5 separate regions of the Mus musculus genome follow, and regions 1, 2, 3 and 4 are each linked to region 5. Evidence: chromatin contacts called from public ChIA-PET and HiChIP or PLAC-seq data. All regions are on one chromosome and are shown on one strand. Each heading gives the region's core, a stretch centred on a gene start, on an enhancer-like site or on the middle of the called end of the contact. The rest is flanking DNA. Distances are from core to core; before and after follow the strand shown. Region 1 overlaps Cdk6 (cyclin-dependent kinase 6). Region 2 holds the start of Pex1 (peroxisomal biogenesis factor 1). Region 3 overlaps Cdk6 (cyclin-dependent kinase 6). Region 4 overlaps Cdk6 (cyclin-dependent kinase 6). Region 5 has its middle 120 kb from the start of Gm36548.

What was found. ChIA-PET counts read pairs in DNA pulled down with a chosen protein or histone mark. HiChIP or PLAC-seq counts read pairs in DNA pulled down with a chosen protein or histone mark.
Region 1: an RNA polymerase II ChIA-PET map of effector CD8 T cells shows a contact between it and region 5, with 18 read pairs. The contact joins two enhancer-like sites. A contact is called at or near these places in 1 of 484 Hi-C or Micro-C datasets (bone marrow-derived macrophages) and 6 of 115 datasets of contacts at active chromatin or transcription factors (CD8 T cells, acute myeloid leukemia, effector CD8 T cells and 3 more).
Region 2: a contact with region 5 is called in an H3K27ac HiChIP or PLAC-seq map of the NIH/3T3 cell line, with 8 times the contacts expected there. The contact joins the promoter of Pex1 here to the enhancer-like site in region 5. A contact is called at or near these places in 7 of 39 promoter capture datasets (the 3T3-L1 cell line, the C10 cell line, hippocampal neurons and 3 more), 2 of 484 Hi-C or Micro-C datasets (bone marrow-derived macrophages and myocytes), 9 of 115 datasets of contacts at active chromatin or transcription factors (the 230-238 cell line, the NIH/3T3 cell line, astrocytes and 5 more) and 2 of 9 other capture datasets (adipose tissue and macrophages).
Region 3: a contact with region 5 is called in a BATF HiChIP or PLAC-seq map of CD8 T cells, with 8 read pairs. The contact joins two enhancer-like sites. A contact is called at or near these places in 2 of 115 datasets of contacts at active chromatin or transcription factors (CD8 T cells and effector CD8 T cells).
Region 4: a BATF HiChIP or PLAC-seq map of CD8 T cells shows a contact between it and region 5, with 6 read pairs. The contact joins two enhancer-like sites.

Annotation. Positions count from the first base shown.
Region 1 is chr5:3,493,178-3,495,877 of GRCm38.p6, reverse strand. The region is part of intron 5 of Cdk6 (cyclin-dependent kinase 6); the gene reads right to left. Among named protein-coding and RNA genes, the nearest start is that of Fam133b, 49 kb to the left of the region's middle. Within about 2 kb of position 1,352, at least 161 of the 459 cell types and tissues checked have an H3K27ac peak or open chromatin away from gene starts, as enhancers often do. A contact at or near this core is called in CD8 T cells, acute myeloid leukemia, bone marrow-derived macrophages and 4 more, where this site is marked.
Region 2 is chr5:3,594,695-3,597,394 of GRCm38.p6, reverse strand. It overlaps Pex1 (peroxisomal biogenesis factor 1), which reads right to left and starts at 1,329. Exons shown (of 24, transcript NM_001293806.1): 1 at 878-1,329. The coding sequence starts at 1,006. Rbm48 (RNA binding motif protein 48) reads left to right here and starts at 848. Exons shown (of 5, transcript NM_172991.4): 1 at 848-1,429; 2 at 1,950-2,140. The coding sequence starts at 1,193.
Region 3 is chr5:3,459,896-3,462,595 of GRCm38.p6, reverse strand. The region is part of intron 4 of Cdk6 (cyclin-dependent kinase 6); the gene reads right to left. Among named protein-coding and RNA genes, the nearest start is that of Gm29868, 49 kb to the right of the region's middle. Within about 2 kb of position 1,340, at least 79 of the 459 cell types and tissues checked have an H3K27ac peak or open chromatin away from gene starts, as enhancers often do. A contact at or near this core is called in CD8 T cells and effector CD8 T cells, where this site is marked.
Region 4 is chr5:3,476,310-3,479,009 of GRCm38.p6, reverse strand. All of the region lies in intron 5 of Cdk6 (cyclin-dependent kinase 6), which reads right to left. Among named protein-coding and RNA genes, the nearest start is that of Gm29868, 65 kb to the right of the region's middle. Within about 2 kb of position 1,394, at least 14 of the 459 cell types and tissues checked have an H3K27ac peak or open chromatin away from gene starts, as enhancers often do. A contact at or near this core is called in CD8 T cells, where this site is marked.
Region 5 is chr5:3,150,960-3,153,659 of GRCm38.p6, reverse strand. No RefSeq gene overlaps it. Among named protein-coding and RNA genes, the nearest start is that of Gm36548, 120 kb to the left of the region's middle. Within about 2 kb of position 1,364, at least 196 of the 459 cell types and tissues checked have an H3K27ac peak or open chromatin away from gene starts, as enhancers often do. A contact at or near this core is called in CD8 T cells, the NIH/3T3 cell line, acute myeloid leukemia and 7 more, where this site is marked.

The DNA of each region.
Region 1 (2,700 bases), core at 103-2,602, 340 kb before region 5:
CTTCTACCCTAACACAGTGACTTATCTTCCATTTCTTTACATCAGTATAAACTTGATCTTATTTGATGGCTTATAATTGTTTAATATAATTATGTAGTTTGATATCCAAAATACCTCAGAGGTATGTACCCACTCCTTCAAGTTAAAACCTGTGACATTTGCAAAATTTTGTCTTTACTTTCTGGTACAAAAAAGAACACTCTAGGCCTGTATTTTTAAAATGTTCTATAATAACCACATTGTCGCTGTCAAATGAGAGTATGCAATGCATGTAATTAAAGTCAACCTCAGGTTGGAGAGATGGCTCAGTCCTTAAGAGTGTGTCATGCTCACAGTACCCACAGAAGCTCACAGAAGACTATAACTCCGGTTCTGAGGGGGCCAGATGCCTCTTTCTCCTGTAGGTATCAGCATTCAGGTGCATACACCCTACACACATAATCAAAAACAACCTTACATAAAATAACATATATAATATACACATTATGAGGTACTTTTAAAGGCTGTTCCTGAGGCTAGATGTCAAGTATCCCATGCTGCTCTCAAACAAGCCAGTTAGCCAAAGATGGCATTGAAGTTGTGCTTCTACTGCTCCTGCTTCCTCCCTCCAAGTGCTAAGATTACGGGCATGTGTTACCACACCCAACTTATATTGTTATTATTTTTTCAAATGCAGCTTTCTGGTTCAACATGCTTCAGAAATATGAGAATAAAAGGGATCTCTGCACGGAGTTCCATTTGAGACGGGACAGGGCACAGCTGTCTCATCAATCAGTTTGGAAGGCAGTGTCTAGTGACGGTCCACAGACAACCATTGGTCTTTTCCTGACTGAAGCCAGTCAGCCAGAGACACAGCTGTAGGCATGACACAGTTCTAGCACATTCTGTGCTCCTTGGTCTCATAGACAAACGTGTGCTTGCTCCCGTCTCAGAAGGCTGAAGACACTGAATGGCAGGGAGATAGTCATTTCTGTCCTTCTCAGAAGAAATTCTTGCTGACTGTTCGGAGTTCCCCTACAAGCTAAATGTGAGGCATTTCTTCCTGTGGCTCAGAACAAGAGTCTACAATGGCCTTGGGGATTATGCTCGCCACTCTGTGAAGTGCTGTGGCAACAGGGTTTCAAGGCAAGAAGCCCCTAACACCTTGCCCAGCAGTCTGTGGGCCTCTGCCCCAAACAGTCCCACCTGGTTTCTGAGTCTTATTAGATAGGTTTTCTGGACCTCATCTGTGTACTCAGTGTCTTGCCAGATTCTAGGCTTGGCTCTGGCCTTTGCAGAAGCTGTGGTGGGGCAGATGGGGCAGGACCAGGAAGAGCCCCAGAGTGACTAGGCATGACTTCATTAATGAGTCACCCGGCCACACTGTTTAGTGTGCTGTGGCCCAAGTTTAAGTCTGATACTTAGGACTGGGGTACTGTCTAGGATCTCAGTGCTGCAGGGCCCAAGACTTTTTGACTTCGAATTCTTCTCATGCCTGATGTTAGCAATGATAATGCTATCCTGCTCTAGATGATGGTGTAGCAACACAGACAACATAATCACCGATACTGAGTATATAAATCCAGAAGAGAAAGCCAAATGCTGCATGAGTGCCGTTTTGCACCACTGTGTGGGATTTACGCTTGAGTGCTCTCGCTTTAATACTTGAGACTGAGGTCGAGGGATGGTTGGGCACAGTCACCCAGGTAGGAAGTGATACAAGAGGGGACTGGAGGCTGCAAAGCTGGCTCACACCACCGCCTCACTGTCCTGTGTCCTCCAGATAATGCCAGGTGACTGCTGGTGAACATGCGCCAGTGACTTTCATCACCACAATAGGCAAACTCAGAGGCAGAAAGGTAACCTGGAGGGAGATTTATGTTGGCTCCTGGTTTCGGGGAAGGCAGCTAGCTCATCACGGTGAGGAAGGCGGACAGGAACGGCTGCGTCTGTTACTTCTCACATCGGCAGAGTGTTCGGTAGGATGCAAGCCTCCAGCCTCAATGAATGACTTCTGTTAGCCAGGTCACAGTCCCACCACCTCTCAGAACAGGCAGACCAGGTGAGAACCAAATGTTCTAACACACGGGGCTGCAGGGGACTGTTCCATAATGGAGACTCAGCCTGACTCAAGGAGAAACCAACGAGCCAAATACCATCAATAAGCATGCTTTAAAGGCCAGGTAACTCTCACTCGCTGGTTGTAACAGGATAATGAGGAGCCAGCGTCTCCTGGTCCACCGAGCAGTAGATTGGGTTGGCCACACAGTACTCAGAAGTCTTTTTCTTTGCCTTTTCAGTACATGGCAGGTCAGGATGTCCTTGTTCTTCACGGTGCTGACTTAAGGGAACCCAGAACGGGAAGACCAATATGATGCCTGCCCTGCCAGGCTGACCAGGTAGGGTAAAAGAAAGTCGGTCAGTGGGCTAGAGAGATGGCTCAGTGGTTAAGAGCACTGATGCCTCTTCCAGAGGATCTGAGTTCCATTTCCAGCAGCCACATGGTGGCTCACAACTGTCTGTAATGGGATCTGAGGCCCTCTTCTGGTGTGTCTGAAGGGAGCAACAGTGTACTCACATAAAATAAGTAAACAAATCTTTAAAAGAAAAAAAGGAAGTCAGTTATTAAAGGAGGTGTCTTCCCTTTTGTCCTACGAGGACAGCGTGGGCTTCACGTGCTTGCTAAAGGGTGCTTCCCTTCACTGTGTAGAAAACATCATA
Region 2 (2,700 bases), core at 80-2,579, 440 kb before region 5:
AATGGTTCTGATGAAATTGGTGTGTTCTGATAGGTGGACTGTAAAAGCAAGATAAATGTAGCAAAGAGGAAATAAAGGTAGAATACTTGAAGTCATTTCAAACTCTTGTATATTTTTTTTATGACCCAGTGTTCAGGTACCATGCATCTAGGATTTTAGATTTCAAATACTCTAACCCCATGAATACACTCAAACTAAGAGAGTCTATTTCTGCTCACTCTTAGGAAAATATGGATGCTGTATTTCCACCGATGGTTAATAGCCTTGAAACACCATAATGACAGAATCCAGACAGCTCGCTGAGGTCCAAGTAATCCTAGCTACCGAGGTGAAAGTGTGGGGTGTGAATAATTCCATCACCTTGTCACCCCGCCCCACCTCCCTCGCCGCACATATTCTTGCTATGTTCGAAGTCCTCCGGAGCAGGGAGAGCTATCTATCCTTTTATTAACCTTTCGCACAGGTTGGAAACCTTGGTAATCTACAAACCAAGTCTGCCACTCAACACCTCTATCGCTGCACCGGCAACTCGTTGGCAGGATAATGCTTTAGCAACCTGTAAGCAAACCTGTAAGAGCTCTCTAGAACTTTCCATCCTTGAGTGAGGGCCGCTTCTGACTGCTGGGGCAGAACCCTTGCATGCTCAGCTTGCTTTAACCGAGTTAAAGGGGTGCACTAGGAATTCCACGGTAGGGTCTGAGGATACACTAGCCGTGGTGTGGATGCACACGCTGCCACTCCACGCCATGCCCGCAGGGGGCCCTCGCTCACGCCTCAGCTCGGGGTCGGTGGCAGACGATGTCCCTGCAGGAAAAGGTGTCAGCTGACCCTAGTCCCACGAGACGTCAGTGGTGTCCGCGTCCCGCCAGCGCGTTACCTGCAGCAGGTGAAGCTGGGCCACGAGGCGCCGCGGCAGATGCAGGAAGCAGTCCCGAGCATTCGTGAAGGCCACCGTCACGACCGCCCCACCAGACCCCGCACCCGCTAAGCGATCGCTGCTCCACATTGTCCCAAGGTTCAACTCTCACCGGAGAGCGGAGTCCACCGGCTTCTCGTCAGGTGAGAGCGTCGGAACCCGAGAACATCGATCAGGCCCGCCCCCCTCTTCCCACGCCCGGCCGCTGTCACCCTCGGGCCACCTCCGAAGCTCTAGGGGGCGGCACGTCGCTCGTCGAATTCTCGCTCTCAGGAGATGATCGTCGATGGGGTCGATCCTTCAGCCAATCCTAGCACGCCTGGTCCATCCTGCTCTCTTATTGGACTCAGAGGAGCGCGGCTGGCGGATGTTGTTCTGGCGCGGGGGACTAGAGCCGGCAAGATGGCATCCAGTGACGGGAAACCTGGTGGCGTATTCGATCACCACGTCCAGACGGCTGTGTGTGACTCGCGGGCCAAATACCGGGAGGGCCGACGCCCTCGCGCGGTCAAGGTAGAGTGACTCGGATTCTTCTCTCCCCTCGGCAGGGACACTAAATTCCTGTGAGCACTAGCTCCCCAAGGCCTGCCTCCATAAAGGCATGGCAGGGATGTTGTGAGATCCATCTCTAAGTGGAGGGGGCACGAAGAACCCGGGCCCCGGTACCAAAGGTTATCACTACCCTCGGTTAGCTGCTTACCAAACCTCCAACCCACTATTTTTAGCTTTGTATCCTATGTGTTTACAATAGCGCTTCTCACAGGGCAAGCCCAGGGTGAGTGAGTGTTCAGTGGCTGTTTACATTAACCTCTCTGGAGTCAGCTTTTGGAAAAGACGTCTGTTAAGTGGTTTAGTCAGATACCCTTATGTGGAGTGTGGTAGTCTTTAGGCAGAAGAGTGACAGTTTAGTGTGTATGTTTTGCAGACCGGATTGTTTCTTGTTTTCAAAGCTCCATTTAAAAGGGGGTGGGAGGACCGATTTGCCATAGGCTTGTTTGAAGAGTACATTTAACGAGGTCTCCTTTGACTTTAGGTATATACAATCAATTTGGAGTCTCAGTACTTACTAATACAAGGAGTTCCTGCAGTGGGAGCCATGAAGGAATTAGTTGAGCGTTTTGCTCTGTATGGTGCGATTGAACAGTATAACGCTCTAGATGAATACCCAGCGGAAGATTTTACAGAAGTTTATCTCATTAAATTTGTGAAATTACAGAGTGCAAGGTATGTACAAGTTAAGCAGAACTCCTGTTAAAATCTTATTCCTGTTGCTGTCATTTTGGCCCCAACTGTTTCCCAAATGTACCCAAAGCACAGAAGCACTTCTTGCTCTCAGTCTTCCTGATTGGGGGGAGGAGGGGAGGGGACAGGGTTTATTTGGATAGCCTTAGCTGTGCTAGAATTAGTTCTGTAGACCAGGCTGGCCTTGAACTCAAAGATCCCTTTGCCTTTGCCTCTGACTCTCGAGTGCTGGGTTTAAAGGTATGCACCACTCCACCTCGCCTTCCAGTTTGTTTTTCACCAGGCCTCACATCTGCGACTTAATCACTCTAACAGTGAGTGACATCCCAGCTCTTCCTTCAAGCTTTTAAAAGGCTGACTTTACAACAATACTCTTCCCATCCTCTCATACCTGTGCTTGGCAAATTTTGAACCTGTAGTGTGGTAGATTAAGAATTACGTTTGAAGTAAATTATCAGTCCTGTGGATTCATGACTGTGGAGAATTTTAGTCCTCCAAGCAAATTTTTGTTCTTTTCCTAAAATCCATATGGCAAAAAGGAC
Region 3 (2,700 bases), core at 91-2,590, 310 kb before region 5:
TTCTTCTTCTTCTTCTTCATCTTCTTCTTCCTCCCCTCTCCCTTCTCTCTTCTCCCTTCTCCTTCTTCTTGCCTTATCTCAGGGTACGGACAGGGGTAGGGAAAAGGGAAAGGAAATATCCGTGAAGCATGGCAGACATTAAAGTTCCATGTTGGGCTAACCAGCTCGTGCTGTATATAACCTCCAGTTTGATGTTTGATGAAGCACCATGGCCTGCTTCCAGCAACAGGGAAGGGCAGATGGACAGAGAGAGACATCTGAGAGCAAGGAGCTGGTGGCTGGCAGCGCCAGGAACAGAAGCAGGACTGGGACCTGTGACTCAGGTTCACTGTCACTATGCAAGTCACTGACTTCAGATCTTCCTTCCCTTTGGGGAAGGAGAAGGGTGCTGGGGACTAAACTCAGGCCTGCACACGTGCTAAGTTCTGTTATCAGACCTATTTTGATCCCCCCCCCTTTTGAGATAGAATCTTGGGTATGTAGCCCGGGCTAGCCTAGAACTTTCTATGTAGACCAGGCTGGACTAGAACTTGCAGCGATCCTTCTGCCCTGCCTCCAGAGTGCTGGGATTGCTGGCATGCACCATCACAGCTGGTTCAGTCGTTCCCTTTTAGGGTTTTTGTTTAATTATCACTTTTAAACAATGTGGTTTTTGTTTGTTCTGTTTTTGTTGTTACTGTTGTTGTTTTGTTTTTAAAGTCAATATTTCTAGAGCACTGTATGTTTATCAGAAAGCTGATGAGAACAAGGGATCTTCCTACGATACTTATATCCAAAAGGTTTTCACTAAAATGGTGTATGGATGAGCAAGGGTCCTGGAGAGAGGGGAAGGAAGAACTGCTTAGCCAAAATGCTCTGCACGGGGCTGGCAGCCTGCTACGCCAGGCGCGCTTCTCTTGGCCTTTTCTGTACCACTACCCTTCCACCCAACCTTGTTCTCCTTTTCCAGTCTTCTATCTCTGCAAATGAAATCACTAACCAGTTCCTCGAGTCAGGCTCTTCCTCAAACTCACCCCTCACCCAGTTACAGACTTGACAACACGGCAGCTCACAGAGGACTGGAGCTGGAGAAACAGGCGATGGAAGACACAGCTTGGAAGTCCAATTTGAAAGTTGCTTAAACAAGAAAAGGGCCTGATGTGTTATCTGTATATCCTTAGACTTTCAGGAAATACAGAAAGGAAAATTAAACAAACACGATCCTACACTTAACATTAACATATTTTTAGAATTTAAAATTATTCTCAGGTATCTTTTGTAAGCAGAGAGGAAGGAAGGACCACTGTAAAGGAATCCCTTAATAGATGACTGCAGAGTACGAGTTCTCTTACTGCTCAGGGGCTGCAACCCTTCTCTTGAAACCGTCTCGGTTTCTAGGAAGAACCACACGAATACCAAGGACTTTACAAAGCGTTTCTAAGTACATCCGCTATCAGGAGAGAGACCTGTGTGACAATAAAAGGCAGCAGAAGGTTTCTCACCTAGGCCGGGGCTAGCTGCAGCGTGCTTGGGGGCACTGTGGTTGCTGCATGCAAACACTGCTGGAAAGAAGAAGTACCAGCCCAAGGCCATGCTAAGCTCGGCTTTGACCTCAGAGCTAATTCAAAGGAAAGGCCTTTCCATTTACAAACATTTCAGAGAATACTGCTGCTTTCTAGAAATGTGTGGCAGGTAGTTTCCTTATCCTTAAGGCTGATGGGTGGAGACAGGATTACAGTGGTACCCAAGGAAACATGAAGACTGCAGAGAGCATTGTTTATCATCCAGGAGATGAAAAGGTCCCTTTAGTGATCACTGCAGATACTTAATATAGAGATGACCCTCATATGTGGCCAAAGTACAAGTAGGGCCTAGTGATAACCTCTCTGAAAGTCTTGTGGAACATTCTGAAACAACTAACAGTCCACTGCTCTGTATTCCCACACTATACCTCCCTCAGTTCTTGCTCTGATACCTGGTGTGACCACAAGAATCTACTTCTACCTCTGTGTTACTCCCACTGCGCCTAATTCTATAATGACACTGCTTACTTTCAGATCCCCAATCTTGCTGTGCGGCTGATTATCTGTTACTACAACACAGTAACCAAAATAATTGGGTTATAAGAGAAAAAGGTTTATTTGTGCCGCACAGCATTGAGGGATCTAGTCCATGATAGGTTGGCCCTTCTCGTCTGGGCTGGTGGTGAGGCGGTGTCATGGCAGGAACATGTGAAGCTGAAAGCTGCTCACAATGAGAACGGAGGAGCAAAAGGAACCTGAAGGTGGAAGGTGTCCTACCATCACTCTCAAGGGCATGCCCCAATAGACACCCCCTCCCCGCGACCTTCTAAAGGTCCCATAGCTTCCCACCTTGGGAGCCAGTCTTTAACACTCTACCTCTAGGGGTCTCTGAGGTTGCTACTATATTTAGCATATAGCAGTCACTAAAAAGCTGTCAGATATGTGATCAAGAAAAACATTTCTCCGAAAATGCTCCCCAACCCCAACAAATTCAAAATCAGACAAACAAAACCAAACAACAGCAGCCCTAGCAGCAGCAACAGCAAAAACAACAACAAAACCCGAAAAAGATCGGCAACACACCAAACCAGAGAGTGAAGAATAGTCTGTCTTGAGGTATTTATGAAGGTATAGAAAATGTTCTAGAGTCACAAATATGGCCCCCTAAATCAATTTTATTATCTCATCTTAAAAGAAA
Region 4 (2,700 bases), core at 145-2,644, 330 kb before region 5:
ATGGGTCACAGGGCCCCCAATGGAGGAGCTAGAGAAAGTACCCAAGGAGCTATAGGGAACTGCAACCCTATAGGTGGAACAACAATATGAACTAACCAGTACCCCGGAGCTCTTGTCTCTAGCTGCATATGTATCAAAAGATGGTCTCGTTGGCCATCAGTGGAAAGAGAGGCCCATTGGACTTGCAAACTTTATATGCCCCAGTACAGGGGAATGCCAGGGCCAAAAAGGGGGAGTGGGTGGGTAGGGGATTGGGGGGGTGGGTATGGGGGACTTTTGGGATAGCATTGGAAATGTAAACGAGGAAAATACCTAATTAAAAAAAAAAGAGTTGAAAACTCAACACTGATTAGAGTGTGAAAGTATCTGCTTGTTCTCAGACTGAGCTATCCTGGATCTGTCTATCGCTCTATCAAGACTGGTCCCCTTTACCTGGGTTCCGTATCTAATAGGATGCTCCTTTAAAGTTCTTTAAATAAAGACCAAGAAGACAGGAGGCAGAAAGCCTAGCTGCGTAAGAGCCTGAAGCTCTGCACGCAAGTTCTGACCGAGCCGGAGGTGGCAGGTTTTCTCACCTCCTGGTGCCTGGGCATCTGTGACAGCCAGTCAAGCCCTTCGTTTCCTTGAGGTCACTAGGAGAGTACAATATGGATGCCCACCAACACAGCAAGGGAGGGGAAAATTGGCAAGGCGCTCAGTAACATTTTAGACATTTGCTCACTGGCCTTCAAGCCACAAAGGACAGTTATAAACTGTTAGCTTCTGCTAGTGGGTATTTAATTCATAGAAATCAATGACGACAAGTCTAGAGAAGCCACCAGACAACGAGTAATATTATCATGAAGTTTGTTTCCTGCGAACAGTGACAGTATTTGTTATATTTTTCTTGGTGGCATTTGGCACTTTGTAGCTAAGGACCAGCAGGGCTGGCAACCCAGAATTTCTAAGAATTCCTATCTGCTCACCACAATCTCCATATTCAAAGAATTTGTAGCATATTCTATTCTGTTTCAATGTACACTCTCTTTTATACCTTTGCTTTAACCTGGAAAACCCCATAACTTTCAAACGAGAAACTAACAGTTCTGGCCAGGACCACAAAGCAACTACTAGGTACCCAGAGAGTGGAGATGAGTAGTTGATCTTGCCGCAGAGTTAAATACCACTCTATTCCTGTCCCCACATCTCCCCCTAGCCCTCCCATCACTTTAACTACATGGCTACTGACCAGATCTCTGACTGTTTTAGCACAATACACATCTCAACGTGACATCAAGATGGTTTACTTACAAAGGAGAGAGAAGGGAGATTAAAAAGAATATAGCTCTAATCCGTGTTATCCACTCTGTAGAATGCTTCTGTGGGTCAGTGCAGGCAATTATTAAACTCAGATAATACTGACAGATGGTATTTAACTTTCTGGCTATTTGGCAACCATCTGCCCTAAGACTCTCTTTATTGAGTTTGTATTTCCTAGGCATCAGTTTTAGAATAGAAAGCATGTAACTCTTGATAATGTGACAGAGAATCAATCAGCCTTTCGAACGCTGGGGAAAGTGGAAATCGAGGGCATTGACTATGTGATCTGCTCTTTCGCCTCTAAAATGTCATTGTTGTTCTCTTGTAGCAATACATAAAATACTATAGAAAAAAAAGCTCTTGTATGTTTGGTGTTGTCAAGAGCAAAAACCTAACAGAGTAGAGCAATTGGCAGCTATAGTATCAGGACGACTTGGATTCAAACCTGGCTCTGCTGTGTAATAGTTGGTGTTCCCGAACAAGTTATTTGCCCTACTTGTGGAAGATTCCATGTCTCTACCCTCTGAATATGGCATGGTGAGGTAACTCCTGAAGGAGACAGCCCCGGGCTTGGAAGACCAGAAGTGTTTCACTCACCTGCCTTCTTTGCTTCTGGGAAGGATGCCAAATATTGCTCATACAAAAATGATTATTCCTCAAAGATTTTATACAAACAAGTAGGATGCGACCTCTGGGCTTTCACTGAGAATTCTTTGAAATTCTTCTTCTTCTCCTTCTTCTTTTTAAAAGATTTATTTATTTTATGTATATGAGTACACTGTAGCTGTCTTCAGACACATCAGAAGAGGCATCGGATCCCATTACAGATGTTTGTGAGCCACCATGTGGTTGCTGGGAATTGAACTCAGGACCTCTGGAAGAGCAGTCAGTGCTCTTAACCGCTGAGCCATCTCTTCAGCCCCCCGTACAGTTTTTATACCAACCCACAGCACCCATCCCTCACCAGCCAGTTCTGCTTAACGAACTCATCACACACTCAATGAGTTTCTTTTTTACTAGGATTTATATGGTCATGTCTCGGGAGTGACCCTCTCATATAGCAACCATTCTACAGGGAGTTGTATTTTAGGGTTTAGTTGTATTTTAGATACACTCAGCTGGTGATGTATGAGGCCATTTTGGTGGATGGTCATGGGCAGCTTTCTTCCTTCCTTCCTTCCTTCCTTCCTTCCTTCCTTCCTTCCTTCCTTCCTTCCTTTCTTTCTTTCTTCCTTTCTTTCTTTCTTTTTCCGAGATAAGGTTTCTCTGTGTAGCCCTGGCTGTCCTGGAACTCACTCTGTAGGCCAGGCTGGCCTCGAACTCAGAAATCCACCTGCCTCTGCCTCCCGAGTGCTGGGATTAAAGGCATGTACCACCACGCCTGGCCATGGGGAGCTTTCT
Region 5 (2,700 bases), core at 115-2,614:
CCTTCTCCTCAGCTTCTTTCAGCCTTCCCTAATTCAACAACAGGGGTCAGCTGCTTCTGTCCAATGGTTTGGTCAAATATCTGAGTCTGACTCTTTCAGCTGCAAGCTTGCTTTTCAATGCATCCCTGGATACATCTCCCTGCCCTTGTTGACGTCCAGCCCACTGTCCATCTGTGTATGTCCAACTCCCCTTGACCCCTCCAAAGCAGATTTTACTGCTTATATAACTTTGGGACTGGTGGGGCATAGCCTTTAAAAAAAATTATGACTTTCCTGAGCCTTGTAAGTTTCTTATATTATCTGGGCCTTGTGTGTTTCTTTTATTGCATTTTATGAATTTCACTTACTTCCTCCATGTAAGAGGTAATGTTTTAATTTGAGGAGATAGTTTCATAACCAAGAGAGATGCACTGATGGGCTGGGAAACCTTTGGACCAACCATTTCAACAAGGAGAAGAACAAGACAAAACCCGGAGAGTATCTACATTGGCCAAATAAAACAGAGTAATAAAATTGATTAGCTACCAACTTCATGATATCATATCTTATCATCTGAATGATTTAAAACTGTCTCAAAGATTCTCAAATCATGAAACCTTAAAGGCTTTTCCTGTATCTGTTGTTGTGTGTAGGTCTAAGTGCCTACATCTTTCCCACGCCCAGTCTTACTGCAGACAACCTGGTTATAGGAAAAAAACAAAGTTGAATTTCAAATTAATTTCTGTAGACATCCAACTATCGGAATACAACAAGGATAGATACAATAAAATTGCACACATCCAGAATGATTCTCGTCTTGCGCGCGCGTGCGCATGTGTGTGTTTTCATTTCTACGTGATAGCACTTGATTGACTCTTTGCAAGAAACACTGAATTAATTTCCCGGGCTTCCGAGGTCCACACAGTCAGCCACATACTAAAACAATCATTCTAGGTGGAGACTTTGGTCTGTTAGCCTTACAAAGAGGGCATCCGGGAAATGAGACAGTTCCCAGAAGGGTGACCAACTCTCACGTGTTGAGGGCACCTCCTTTTGTTCCCCAGCTGCTGCCACCCACCATCTCACTTGAGAGGCCCAGCAAGTTTGTCCCCAGGCAGGCCAAGCAGAGGTGCGGGAACATAAAACACATTCCAGCGGTTGGCATCTGGGCGAGCAGCTGCCAAGCACAGTCAGCGTGTGGCCGCGGGGACTACGGAGGCAGAGCCCACACCAGCACCGCCCTCGGAGAGCTGGCTGCATGCAGGCTTGGCTCTGCAGGCTCCATCTGCTCTCCCCACAACCCTGCCACCCCGCCCAGAGCATCAGTCTTATCTCAAAAGTTTGGGAAGTGTGCCCAGGGGGTTGGCATCTTTTTGTGGGGCAAGTGCGTGGTGTGCAGCTTTGGCACTCCGGATCTCGGGAGAGGAGGTGGTGCGGTGGGGAGAGTATTTCACATACCGCGGTGACTATGACTCAGGGAGAAGGGAAACCCCAGAATTACCACAAAGCCATCCAAATCCAGGCTTGGCCTCACCAGTCAGCTAAGAGCGATTCTGTTTCATCTGGTTTCAGGGCGGGTGTTTGTGTCTGTGTATACGTATGCATATTTCTGAGAATGAATTCTTCTCCCGGTTTTCTTCTTTGAAAATAGATTGCGGGTTGGGGGCAGGGAGCTCGTAATGCCTATTAGAACTTCAAGAGATTGGTTTTCACAGGACAGCGCTTCAGAAAGGAGTCCCTGAAATTATCTGGTAGCCGCTTCTCAGCGACATTTTCTGTGGATTCACTTTAACATTTCAGTCCTTTTGAAAGCTACTATGGTTAAATTAACCAAAATCGAAATTTAAAAAAAAGTTCCTAGATTCTTCCAGGCCTACTTCACATCATCAAATCAGGCCCCGCTGGAGGTCCCATTAAAATGGCAGCTCCCACTGAGAGAGAGACAAAAGCCCCTCACTGAATGGGGATGCTGGAATAGTGATGGACTTTCAGAACAGCTTTTTTTTTTAATCCATCAAAAAAAAAGTTACCTCTGCATCGACTGTGAGAGAGTATTTATTTAGCTCTCCACACTGTGGGAAATGAAGGCTGTCTCCCTGATAAGGACACCAGCCTTTCTTGGGAGAGGAGAGAAATAGGAAGCTGTAACATGGCTGAACAAATTCCTCCTTGCAACAGAAATCGTGGGATGTTTCAGATGTGAACAGCTAAATTTTGGTGTGGTTTGGGACAAATTAATATGACTCAAATCTCACCTCACACCGGAGGCTGCTTCTAAGGAAGGGGGTGGGATGAATGCATTCATGTTCCTCAAAGTTCTGGCCAACGCTGTCTCCATTAAATTTAAATGTGGCTCCCTCTTCCCCCCCCCCCTCCACAAGAAAGTGATTTAAAAAGAAATGGGGACACCGAGAACAAACTAAAAATATATCTAAACAGCTTAGCTGTGTGCCAAGAAGGCTCAACACATGACTATGTGATATCCTAGGCTACATGAATGGTGTTTTTTTTCTTTTGTTTGCTTGTTTTGTTTTGTTTTATGTGACAAACTAAAATCTCCTGACCTTTGATTTGAGGCTAACTATGTTAGCATGTTCAGTGTTCCCCAGTGCTTCCCATGCAGTCCCAACAGCTGTTATTTCAATTATGCAGGCCTAAGGACTCACAAGAAAGTATTGTCTGATGTTCCAGATGATGGCCTGCACTGTCATCTTAATCTAT